Linked DNA regions of Oryctolagus cuniculus: region 2 is linked to region 1. The links are chromatin contacts, called in public Hi-C maps. All regions are on one chromosome and are shown on one strand. Each heading gives the region's core, a stretch centred on a gene start, on an enhancer-like site or on the middle of the called end of the contact. The rest is flanking DNA. Distances are from core to core; before and after follow the strand shown. Region 1 overlaps LOC138849931 (a long non-coding RNA gene). Region 2 overlaps TPD52 (tumor protein D52).

The links. Hi-C and Micro-C count contacts between places; a contact is called where the count stands out from the background.
Region 2: a contact with region 1 is called in a Hi-C map of liver, with 5 times the contacts expected there. The contact joins two enhancer-like sites. A contact is called at or near these places in 2 of 6 Hi-C or Micro-C datasets (liver and psoas muscle).

The regions. Positions count from the first base shown.
Region 1 is chr6:105,362,473-105,368,423 of mOryCun1.1, forward strand. All of the region lies in intron 1 of LOC138849931 (a long non-coding RNA gene), which reads right to left. Among named protein-coding and RNA genes, the nearest start is that of HEY1, 55 kb to the left of the region's middle. Within about 2 kb of position 4,434, at least 4 of the 8 cell types and tissues checked have an H3K27ac peak or open chromatin away from gene starts, as enhancers often do.
Region 2 is chr6:105,604,721-105,610,677 of mOryCun1.1, forward strand. It overlaps TPD52 (tumor protein D52), which reads right to left. Exons shown (of 5, transcript NM_001082360.1): 5 at 5,905-5,957. Among named protein-coding and RNA genes, the nearest start is that of TPD52, 25 kb to the right of the region's middle. Within about 2 kb of position 3,136, at least 8 of the 8 cell types and tissues checked have an H3K27ac peak or open chromatin away from gene starts, as enhancers often do.

The sequences.
Region 1 (5,951 bases), core at 3,184-5,683:
GAGGAAAGGCAAGGCACAAGGAAGGAAGAACCCTGGGACAATCTACTTGGGATACTTGCAACATGTGAGACAAGGAGGCAGTGAGATAAGGAGGTAGTGAGGAGCTCTGGGCCTGATGATTATTGCCTCCTGCCGGTTCGACTCTTGAGCGCCCCCCTATTGGCCTGCAGATGTAAGGGCAAGCAGAGAGTTAGCCGAAACAGGGCGTAGCTAATCTTACCATCCGTGAGAGATCTGCAAGCAACCTTAAGACAGCAACTGTACCAACCCTCTGTCTTTAAGCACATGAACACCTGCATTTCTCAAGCGTGGTGTTATGACAGTATTTTAACAAAAGTCCGAACACTCACAGTTTCCCTTTGGCAGCATTGGCTTCAGCATAATTCTCATGAGAAATGACTTTTCTTAAGCTGCAGTTCAAGTCCATGAGTGCTGTCCTCAAAATCAGTTCATTCATTCTTTTGTGTTTTTTTTTTTTTTAGATTTAATTTATGTATTTGAGATGTAGATTCATAGACAGGGAGAGGGAGAGACAGAAAGGTCTTCCATCTGCTGGTTCATTCCCCAAATGGCCGCAATGGCCAAAGTTGGGCTCTTCAGAAGTCAAGAGCCAGGAGCTTCTTCCGGGTCTCCTATGTGGGCGCGGGGATCCAAGCACTTGGGCCATCTTCCACTGCTTTCCCAGGCCATTAGCATGGAGCTGGATGGGAAGAAGAGCAGCTGGGACACGAACCAGCTGGGTTCGTGGAATGCGGAGCCACAGACGGAGGATTAACCTACTGCACCACAGCGCTGGCCCTGGTTCATTCTTTCTAATTTCACCCAAAGCATTACAGTTGGATCAACTATTTGCATTTCCAACCCCTCAAAAATCTAATGCTAACTTCCCAATACTATAGACTCCGGGCAACATCAGCAGTTTGCCAAACACACACAAGCTGAGAGAGAGAAGGAGGAGACGTTATGTTTGACTATCTTCTAGAATGGAGTGCAAAATAAAAACAAGCAAACAAACAAAACTCATGGAAAAGGCAGAGTTGAATCCTAACTTCAATATGCAAGTTTCAACTATCAAGAGTTTCTCACTTCCCCAATTTGCATAGAAACAATTAAACATTAAAAAAACAAAGTATAGTTTTTCAAGTTTCAAAAATGAGATCCTGGAATGGGCACTGCAGCACAGCCAGTTAATCAGTCACTGCGATGTCCACATCCCATACTGGAGCGCGTGGATCAAGTCCTGCCTCCACTTTCTGTCCCCCTTTCTACTAATACACCTGGGAGGCAGCAGATGATGGCTCAAGGGAGATGTGCAGGACCTGGATGGTGTGCCTGGCTCCTGGCTTCAGCCTACCTTAGCTCTGGCTGTTGTAGTCATTTGGGGAATGGACCAATGCTTGGAAGATTCATTCTCTCTTTCTCTCTCTCTCTCCCATTTTCAAATAAATAAGTAAATAATATTTTAAAAGAATAGCCAAGGTTTGTGATTGCAGTCCTCCAAATAGGGTCATTCTGTTACATACTCATTCGGTGATCTGAGGTAGACATTCTACTGGGCAAGGAGAAAAAAAGACTGAGCAACATCACCCCTCTGCCCAGGGACTGCTAGGACTCCTTTGTGACTTCCTGGTGGGAGATGATTTGCATGTGTACTTAACTTTAGTTGAAAATATATTTTGAAAGTATCCCTCAAGAATTAACTTTTTAAAGAAAATCTAATTGTTTTGAAGAAAGTAAACAGCTTTATCACTTATACATAACCAATAACAGGTAAATATGGGGAGAGAGAATAAAGAACAGAAAAGGGTGTATTCCTTGGGAGTGAGATGAACCTGGGAGTACCGAAGGAGGGGGCAGAGCCAACTTCCTAGAGATGCCTATGAGACCTAATTTCAGGATGCGGTACATATATCTCCTGGCATAGCATCTGGATGCAGTAGTCACTCAGCAAACATCCATTCTTTTTTTTCCCTACCTCTGAGCACAAGTCACATTTAAGATAGGCGTGAGTGCTGAGAGTCCTTGCAAAGCATCAATCCTCCTGCACTGAGAAGCCTTCTAGTGGCTGATCTGGCTTTGGTTCTTCCTGACATTCGGTAGAGCAGTAATCTCAATGTTGGCGCTTAAACCCTCGAACCCTTAAATCCCGCATCAGAAAAGTGAGAGAAATGCTACCTATATCTCTGGGTTGCCATAAAGATTACTTGAGATAAAATATGTAAAGTCCTGATTACATGAATCCTGCATCAATAATAGCTACCATTTAATGTAAATAAATATCATCCCCAATTTCTCTGCTTCAGGAGGTCAGCTTACTTATCAAAATTGGATTTTGTTGGAGCAAAACATGCCTGTAATTTGCAACCAGACATCAGCTTCAGAAAGGAGAACGATGGGATTTTGGCATCTTTGTTATTTTTCAAGATGCATTACAACTAGCACCTCTGCCCCAAGAACCCGCCCTATCCTGGCAGAAATGGGTTTGCACCGCTACCAGCTGGTACACACTCTTCCCATGAGATCCAAATATTGGTCCAGATCTGACTTCATTATCCAGTAGGCTTACCGAGCGCTAACCAGACTGCAAGCTCTCCAAGGTTCTCATTTATGATGTTCTCTCTGCGTGCATACGTCCTCTCAGAGCACTATCCTGGGACGACTCACTTTGGGACCAGGGACTCAAGGAACAGACCCCTCAGTGGGCCAGCCATACTGCACCCTCTGCACAACCACGTGGAGCCGTGCCGCTCTGGGCTTTACCCTGCCTGCTTTGGTTTCTCCTCTCCCGGTTGTTGTTTTCCTGGAGTTGCATGAGTCAAACAGCCAGGCTCCACCGTGGCGTAGCAGACAGAAGACAGCGCATTTTCCCTTGCAGAGTCTATGATTGAGGGAAGCCCATGCCACCCCCCCCTTTAAAATTAGCTTTCATTTAAAGCAGTAGTTGTTCAAACTAGGAGAGTTTTAGACTCTGAAAACCCTGCTGGAGAGTTAAGGGCACCCTTCCTGGGGCTGGGAGAAATGCATGATTATTTTTTTACATAATGATCCCATGTCAGATGACTCACAGACTCCCCGCAGGCTCTCCCTGAAGGCTTTTGCACGTCTGTCTCATCTAAGGGAATCCAGTGCAACACCTGAGTTCTTGACAAGATGCTAATTGTCTCTTTTTATGAGTCACCAGAGACATGCAGCCGAGAGGGGCACTCCTAAGAATGTAAACACTGAGTGAGTCAGATGCCGCACAACGAACTCTGCCTTTGCTCTGGGTGTCGCTCACCGCAGAGGGGGTGATCCTGCAGCCCACGGCGGGGGGGGTGGGGGTATCCTGGCAGGTTTCCTTGGGCCCCCGACAAGGCTCAAAACTCCAGAAGTTTCTCGGTCCAAGAGAAGGAGCACTGAGCATGGAGCACACAGTTGTTTTGGGGTCATTTTTTTTCATCATCAGCAGCTGCAGGCTCAAAACTCTTGTGCCAACCGGAAGATCGGGGAGCAAGGCGCAGCCTCGGGGGTTGTTTTCTGCCCGGTTCTGAGGAAGCTGCTGTAGGAATTTTTGCCTCCAGCCTCTTGTTGAGTGACAGGGAAAGAAACAAGGATCACTTGAAGGCTCCCCAATTCAAATGGCCTGTACAGAATGCCGGGCCCTGGCTGCCCTGCAGAAAGCCACTCTGGTGCCAGCTTAGGGAGCGAATGTGTCCTCCCCCACCCCGCCCCCCGCCCCAGTCTCCTGGAAAGGCCTCCTCTCTTCCCCCTGCTGAGGGGCTGGATTTCAAAGCAGCTGACTTCTTGCTCTTTCCAATCCCACTGCAAGTGTTCCCGTTTTAATTCTGAGACTTTTCCCCCCAATTTTCCATTCCTCTGATGCTTGCCCGGGAAAGCTGGCAGCTTGCAGCCCTGCAATGGCATCAGATTATTAAGCAGAGAATGGGAATTCGAGGAAGCTTTCTCAGCAATGGCGGCGGTGGAGGCGGCAGCCGCAGCAGCAGCACAGTTACGGGCTTGAGAGCTCGCGTTGCATGTTAATGAAATGCAATAAAACATCAAACCCTAAAGGTACCGGTGAAAGCCACCCAAATCCCTCCTGGAGTTTGGCTTCTGCAGCTGTGGATCTAACAGTTCCATGTTTGCCCCCTGCTCCCATAGCCACAGGCTTCCTCCTGTACAGACGCACACAGCCTCACTCCCAAACCAGGTGTGTTTGCAGCAGTGACGGCCCCATCTTTCCCTGACACCATGGAGCCTTCCAGTCTAAAACCCCGGAATCTGGAGCCAGGGGGAGAAGTAGACAGTAATTAAGTTAGCTGTGAGCCGCCTGGGGTATTTCATCACAGCTGCCTGCCTCTGTCTCCCCAGCAGCCCTCCCACATCTTCCTACGGAGGACCGGCTGTGTGCGCGCAGGAGGTGCTGTTTCCCACAGCTCTGATCTAATTCCGCTGAAATTCAATCTCCGTGTGACCAACCTCAGCCGGCGCTCTCCCACCCGCCGCCGGCCTCCCTTCTGCAGGCTGTGCGCGCTGCCCATTTACCCCGTCAATCCGGCAGCCTCCGCTCCACCAGCCCCTGGGTATACACTTACGGTGTCAGCGGGCCAGCCTTGGGGGCCTGCCTGCTGCCCGGACGCTCACCCCGTGCTCCGAGGGGAGACACCCTATACCTGCCACTCAGCGGCTTGAATGGGGCTCCTGAGTTACCGCAGGAGAAAAGGCAGCCGAGCCAGCCAAGGCTGAGAAACCGAAACAGATGTAAAAGACATCAGGCTGGGTTTTGCATGGATCTTCAGCGCCCAGAAAGATTTATGGCCCCTTTCAACCCTCTTTTAACATCCGTTGAACCGTGCTCGTTGGATGATGAGGGCACAAGACTGGCAGTCGTACAGACACCAGAGCTGCAGGGCATGCCCTGGGGTCTGTAGACCCTGGCTTCCTCTCCATGTCCATTTGTCCCGCTGTGTTTGGTGGGGGGCATTCCTCAACCCACTCTTCAGAACTCTGCGTCCCCAGAGAGCCCAAAGCTGCCAGTGGCTTTGACCCTAAACAGCCTTCCATTTGCTTATTTTTTTTTTTTTTTTTGACAGGCACAGAGTGGACAGCAAGAGGGAAAGACAGAGAGAAAGGTCTTCCTTTTCCTTTGGTTCACCCAATGGCCGCTTCGGCCAGCGTGTTGTGGCTGGTGCACCGCGCTGATCCGAAGCCAGGAGCCAGGTGCTTCTCCTGGTCTTCCATGCGGGTGCAGGGCCCAAGGACTTGGGCCATCCTCCACTGCACTCCCGGGCCACAGCAGAGAGGAGCCACGGGGACAGAATCCGGCGCCTGGACAGTGACTAGAACCCAGGGTGCCAGCGTCGCAGGTGGAGGATTAGCTTAGTGAGCCATGGTGCCGGCCCTTCGTTTGCTTCTATACCTTCCTACCCAACGAAGAAACAGTAAAGCTCTTATAGAAAGGTAGAGATGCAGGGGGCCAGCACTGGCCAACCATGCAAGGGCCTTGGCATTCTTTTGGTCTAATTGTTACCTAATCATGTTATACAGGATCAGGCGCACTTTCCTCTCCACTGAGAAAGCTTTGAACTTGGCTTAGCATTTCCTGCAAGAGGAGGATTCCTACCTTGGGGCTGGAGGCACAGGAAGGCAAAGGTTTGTGAGAGTCTTTTTACAAGCTCTAGGCAGTGAAAGGCAAGGGGGTTACAAAGGCATCGTAATTAGGAATGATGCGTTGAGGCAGGCCAGCACCTCTGGAACCTGACCCTGCTCGTCTCGGACTGCCGCAGAAACATGGGAAATTCAACCTGACTTCAGCACCTGAGCACCCAGGCTGTTTCCCGAGGGATGAATCCCCGTGGCCTTTCGATCTCTCAGACGCTCTCTGCACCCAGTGGGTAGGTGACAGGCAGAGTCACGCCTTCGGTTTTTATTATGATGATTTTAAAGAGCAATATAATTTGCATGAAAAGATT
Region 2 (5,957 bases), core at 1,886-4,385, 240 kb after region 1:
GACAGCACAGAGATATCCAATACATTCCCTGCCCCCATGCCAACAGCCTCCTGAAAACCTACATGATTAGACAAGTTAAAACATATTAGTATTTAAGAAAAGAGTGGAATTTCATTCAAATAATTGTGCAACTCTGGAAGCATCACTAAAACTATTTTCTAGAAAGCAGAAGACTGGAGGAAAAATGGCTAAGGCCACACACAAGCTAAAATATACTGAGTAGATGCTTAATTCTGCACCAATCACTGTACTGAGAGCACTTTAAGTGTATTATTCCACATGCATTTCCCAATAAAAGTATTACTTCCACTGAGATAATAGAACAAACTCAGACAGGCTAAGGACCTTGCCCAAAGTCACTCCACTAGCAACATAGCAAAAACACTATCTGAATGCTGACAGCCCGAAACTGAACCTAAGTTTTTAACCTCTGTACTAGGAATGGTCTGAATGGTGGCAGGCTTCTATTGCTACGGCAGAGATGCTTATTTATTCTTGGAGGTTCACAAGATGTCCAGAAAACAAAAAGGTCATCTCAGTATAAAGCTCAACTTTAGGGAGATAACTGTCCTCAGTGTGTGTAATAATCTGGACAAGGGAGGAACTGGTCAGTGATAACAATTAAGAATCAGCAGCGCCGGGGGGGGGGGGGGGGGGTTGGTGCCAGCGCTATGGCTTAGCGAGTAAAGCCACTGCCTGGGGTGCCAGCATCCCATATGGGCGCCGGTTAGAGACCCGGCTGCTCCACTTCCAATCCAGCTCTCTGCTATGGCCTGGGAAAGCAGTGGAAGATGGCCCAAGTCCTTGGGCCCCTGCACCCACACGGGAGACCTGGAAGAAGCTCCTGGCTCCTGGCTTCAGATTGGTGCAGCTCAGGCAGTTGCGGCCAATTGGGCAGTGAACCAGTGGATGGAAGACCTCTCTCTCTCTCTCTCTCTCTCTGTAACTCTTTCAAGTAAATAAATAAATCTTAAAAAAAAAATCATAAGGGGGGAACAAGCGTTCGGCCCAGAAGTTAAGATGCTGCTTGGGGTGCCCACAGTCCACACACTGCCTGGGTTACAGTCCTAGATTTGCTCTCTATCCCAGTGTTTGGCCCAGAGGTTAAGATGCTGCTTGGGGTGCCCACAGTCCACACACTGCCTGGGTTACAGTCCTAGATTTGCTCTCTATCCCAGTTTCCTGCTAATGGGCATCCCAGGAGGCAGCACAAGAGTCGCTGCACCCAGGTAGGAGACCCAGACTGAGTTCTCAGCTCTGACTTAGGCCCAGCTGTCGCAGGCACTTGGGGATGAACCAGCAGATCAAAGATCTCTAGCTCTCTGGGCCTTTCAAATAAATAATAAATGTTAAAAAAATAAAATTCAGTAATGGGCTCCAGGTAACTTCAGGTAGAACAGAGGCTACAAACCAGCCTCCCCTGGAAATTTTCTTTTCATTAAACGAAGGTAACAGCTGAATATGCTTCATCTCCATTTAGTAGATGTTTTCTAGACCGTGATAAGGGGAGAACAACTGTTCAGGGAGACTCATGCGTCCTGAGTTGGACTGAGCATATTTGATGGATATTCTGGAACCTCTAGAAAACACCCCGGCCACCTCCTAGAAAAACTGAGCAGCCCTATTAGAGCTGTCTTGAAAAGGAAGGAGAATCCTGGGCACTCTTAAAATACCTTGGTTGTTTCCTTCATTAAACAAACATTTATCACTACTTAACATGTTGAAATTCCAAAGCATGGGAGACTTTTTGATGTGATGCAATAATTTCATTCTTGCTATAATTAACTCAGCAATTGAAATTTATTCTCTGGGAGTTTCTGAAGCTGTGTGGAATGTGGTATTATGGTGGGAGTGGGTGAAAAAAGTTGGAGAGAAACAAGGAAATTCCTTTCCTTTATAAATATTTGGAGGAAGAGCACTGAACTGTATTTATGTTTCCTACCTCACTGTGCTCAATCCTCAAAGCACTAAGCAAGAATGGATCTAAAATCCCTTAGATGTCATCAAGACAATCACAGCTATTCTGCTGAGTGACATATGCCTGCCTCCCCTCCAAACATCCATATTCTAATCCCTAGAATGTATGAATAAATTAACTTCCATGGCAGAAGGGAATTAAATTACAGGTGAAATTAAGGTTGCTAATCAGCCTAAAATGGAGAGATTATCCTGTATCACCAGGGCAGGCCCAGTGCAATTGTAAGGGACTCCCAAAGTAGAAAAGGGAGGCAGAAGAGATGTTACAGTGATGTGGTAAGAGGACTCAGCCTTGTTGCTTCCGAGTCTGAAGTCAAGGAATGGGATGGACTCAGATTGGAGCAGGAAACACAACTTTCTCAGAACCTACAGAAAGGAACTCTGTCAACATCTTGATTTTAGATCAGTGAGACATCATCAGACTTCTCATCGGCCTAGAAACAATACATTTGTGTAGTTTAAAGTCACTAAGTTTGTGGCAATTGGCTACAGAAGAAAATGGAAAATATACCAGGCTTCTTCTAATCCTGGGGTTTCAGGACAATTTAAACCACAGTAGGTACTAAAATGACCCTACGATATAGGACTCTCTCAGTCTGTGTACTGTTTGGAACTACTCTCCAGGGAGATAAACACAGAAATGGAGTCTATTTTTACGTAACCCAATTTCACATCTGTTGTATCTACTTTTAGCAAATCAAGCTTGTAGGCTTATTTTTCCCATTTTGTTTATCTAGAAATTTTAATATTTTACCAAAGTACTGGTTGAGACAAGTGGAAATTTTATTTCTTTAAAAAGGTGAAAGATTGACGGAATATATCACTTGCCAAAGATCGTGAAGACAGTAATTCTTTCATCTACCTGCTAATTAAATACTCAGGAGGTACTGTGCAGAACAGCACTGAGCGGACCCTGCAGCTCCCAACCTGAGTTCCGTCTGCCCGCGCCCGACAGGCCAGCAAAGGAGAGCGGACAGGGCCGGTCCAGCACGTGAATGCCACACAGGAGCACAAGGAGTGGAGGAAGGCCAGCAGCCACACGCTCGGCTCCCAGCAACCGGCCAGGGGGCCACCATTCGCCAACTCCACCGCCCACCCCTCTGCTCGCGGCTCCAGCCCCACGCCGTGCCCAGCCCTGCCCCACCCACCACGTCGCCGGCGTAGCCCCACCCCGAAGCCGGGCCCCGGCTTCCCGCGGCGTGAAGGCGGCTCCCGCGAGGGCTCACCAGCTTGGGCTCCGCCTTCCGCTGCAGCTCTGAGTGTCGCTCTAAGGCACTCGCAAAGCCGCCAGGACGCAGCCTGTGTGCCGTGGAGTCGGAATCGCCGCTGTCGGAGCCGCTCTCAGTGCTTGCGCCTCGAAAGGGCCGGCAGAAGAGAAAGACTCGCAAGAAATGGCTCTCGGCAGCCACGGAACGGGTCCGACACAGCGCCGCCATGACGCCTTCACCTCTGACCTTTGGCCTGGCTTCCGCAAGCGTGTGGGTCACGGGGCGGGGCGGCGAGCGGCCCGCCCACCTGCCGCGGAGCTCGGCCGGTTGTTGAAGGGCGTGCTCAGTCCGGTGCTGAGACGGAGCGCAGGGCTGAAGAAACTTGAAAGCTGAAATTGGGCCCCTTAAGCGTTGGTGGTGAGAAGTCCTCGAAGCGCCTTTAACTCGCAGGAATTTTGCCTTCTAGGTACCCGGTGGTCCTTGCCCTACGGTGTATTTTGGTAACGTGACACTTGGTGTTCTGTTTGTCCCAGAGGGCAACAAGGCTCTGCCCGCACACCTACGGGGGTCTTAGCCCAAATAGGAGGGTCTGCTTTACTGCTGTTTACTTTCGGACCCCCCCCCCCCCGCACACACACGCCATCCGGCTTCTCTGCTCTCTTCCATGTTACTTCGTGATACGTCCTACGGCTGGTCTGAAATGCTCGCCCAACTTTGTAAACTCCTTAAGGGCAAGGACTTTGCTTTTCTTGGACCCTTGACACCAGGCTCAGTAAACACCTGTGAAACCCCGGACCCAAGTTTGTCCTTTGCCACTTCTACATCCAGTTCAGCCATGTTTCAGAAATTGTGTTGAGCCATCTGGTCACCGCTCGGTAGCTACTATCCCTGCTCTAAGGGAGTTGGGGGATCTCGGAACATGCCTGGACACTGTACCATCACAGACCCCACTTTTCAGCCTTCTCCCTTTTTTTCTCCCAGTGTTTATTCCCAGAATGTGCCCACCCCCTTCAAATCCAAACTTGAGGGAGTGTTTTTCTTTTTTCTTAAGATTTATTTGAACGGCAGAGTTAGATCTTCCATCTGCTGATTTATTTCCCAAATAACCAGGCGCGATAGCAGGGAGCTGGATAGTAAGTGGAGCAGCCCAGATTCAAACCTGTGCTCCCATTAAAGATTCTAGCACTGCAGGCCTCGGCTTAACTGGGGTTGCCACAAGGCCAGCCCCATACGCCTTACACTGCATCTTCTCTGGCCCATGCAGAAAGTAGTCACTTAGTTAATGCCTCTTGGTAGCCAGTGTGTAGCAGTTTTGTTTTGTTTAAAGATCTATTTATTTGAGAGGCAGAGAGAGAGAAGGGGGGTGGGGTCTTCTCTCTGCTGGTTCACTCCCCAGATAGCCCCAACAGCCGGAGCTGCGCTGATTCAAAGTCAGGAGCCAAGAGTTTCTTCTGGGTCTCCCACGAGGGTGCAGGGGCCCAAGGACTTGGGCCATCTTTTACTGCTTTCCCAGGCCTAGCAGAGAGCTGGATCGGAAGTAGAACAGCTGGGACTCGAACCGGCGCCGGCTATGCCACAGCGCTGGCCCCAAAAGTTTTGATTCAGTAAAGCTGCTTCGGGTTCTTTACCAATCCAGGAGATGAAGGGTTTAGAGAGAAGCTGAAGAACGAAACTGCTTGCCCCTTTCCTCCACAGACATGTATACAAAAGAACCCATACCCAAATTATAGAATTTTTATTGTTTTCAGGTACTATGCAAAGAAAAAAAATACAGTTGTATATCTTAACAGATCCAAAAACAAGTATTTTTTTCTCTATTTCCAAAGTTACTTTGTTGTTAAGGTGATAATCCAACTGAGTTCTCCTCCATCGATTACTTTGTTCTCATAAGCACAGTATTTCTTGCTTAATTTTTCACCAACTCCATAAATTAAGAACATTCCTTTTTGTAAGAAGAGATTTTCTTCACGCATATTTTCCTTCCATTAAACTTCTCAAGTATCTGGTATTTGACTCATTGTTTTCTTGTATTGTTAACTGCAACACAATAGAGTAACCAATCAATACCTCTTTCAAATATTCCTATCAATTACTATGTTCTAAATTTCTAAATATCTGTGAATTCACAGTATTGGATATGCCACTAAGGCCATTTTGAATAATGTATTTTTCTAAATTCATTCTTTTTACTACTTTTTTAGGAGGCAGAGCACAGTAAAATTGAGGTTAAGTATAGGTAGATGTCTAGAAAAGTAACTCCAATTTCTTTCATAACCATCCCACTTCCTACTCCAACTCTCTCATTTTTCCCCAGATAGGCAGTAAAGAGATTTGAGGATATTTCACTCAACTGAAGAAATTTCCATCTTACTCCATTTTGCCTTGTTGGAAACACAGTAACAGCAGACAAGGACACCCAAAAAATAATGTGATAAAAAGATGTTGGAATAAAAAAATTAAAGACTAATTGGTAGAAAAAATAATTTAACAGTTATAGTAAGTAATCAAAATGTTTCTGTTAAACAGACCAATTTCTACAGATCTCCTCTAAGACAATGTTTCAGCAGCTTTTGCTGCAAAGCCTCTGCTTAGAATGTGATTTAAACTGGATGGTTAAGAAAAAAAATTTTAAGTATAAACACCAGCTGATTTTTTAAGTATAAAATACAACAAGTTGTTTGCAGACCACTGGTCTCATAATAAATATTGAGACCTATACTACTGATATACAGAATTTATTAAGCTTTTTACATGTCAGAGAGCATAGTTTAA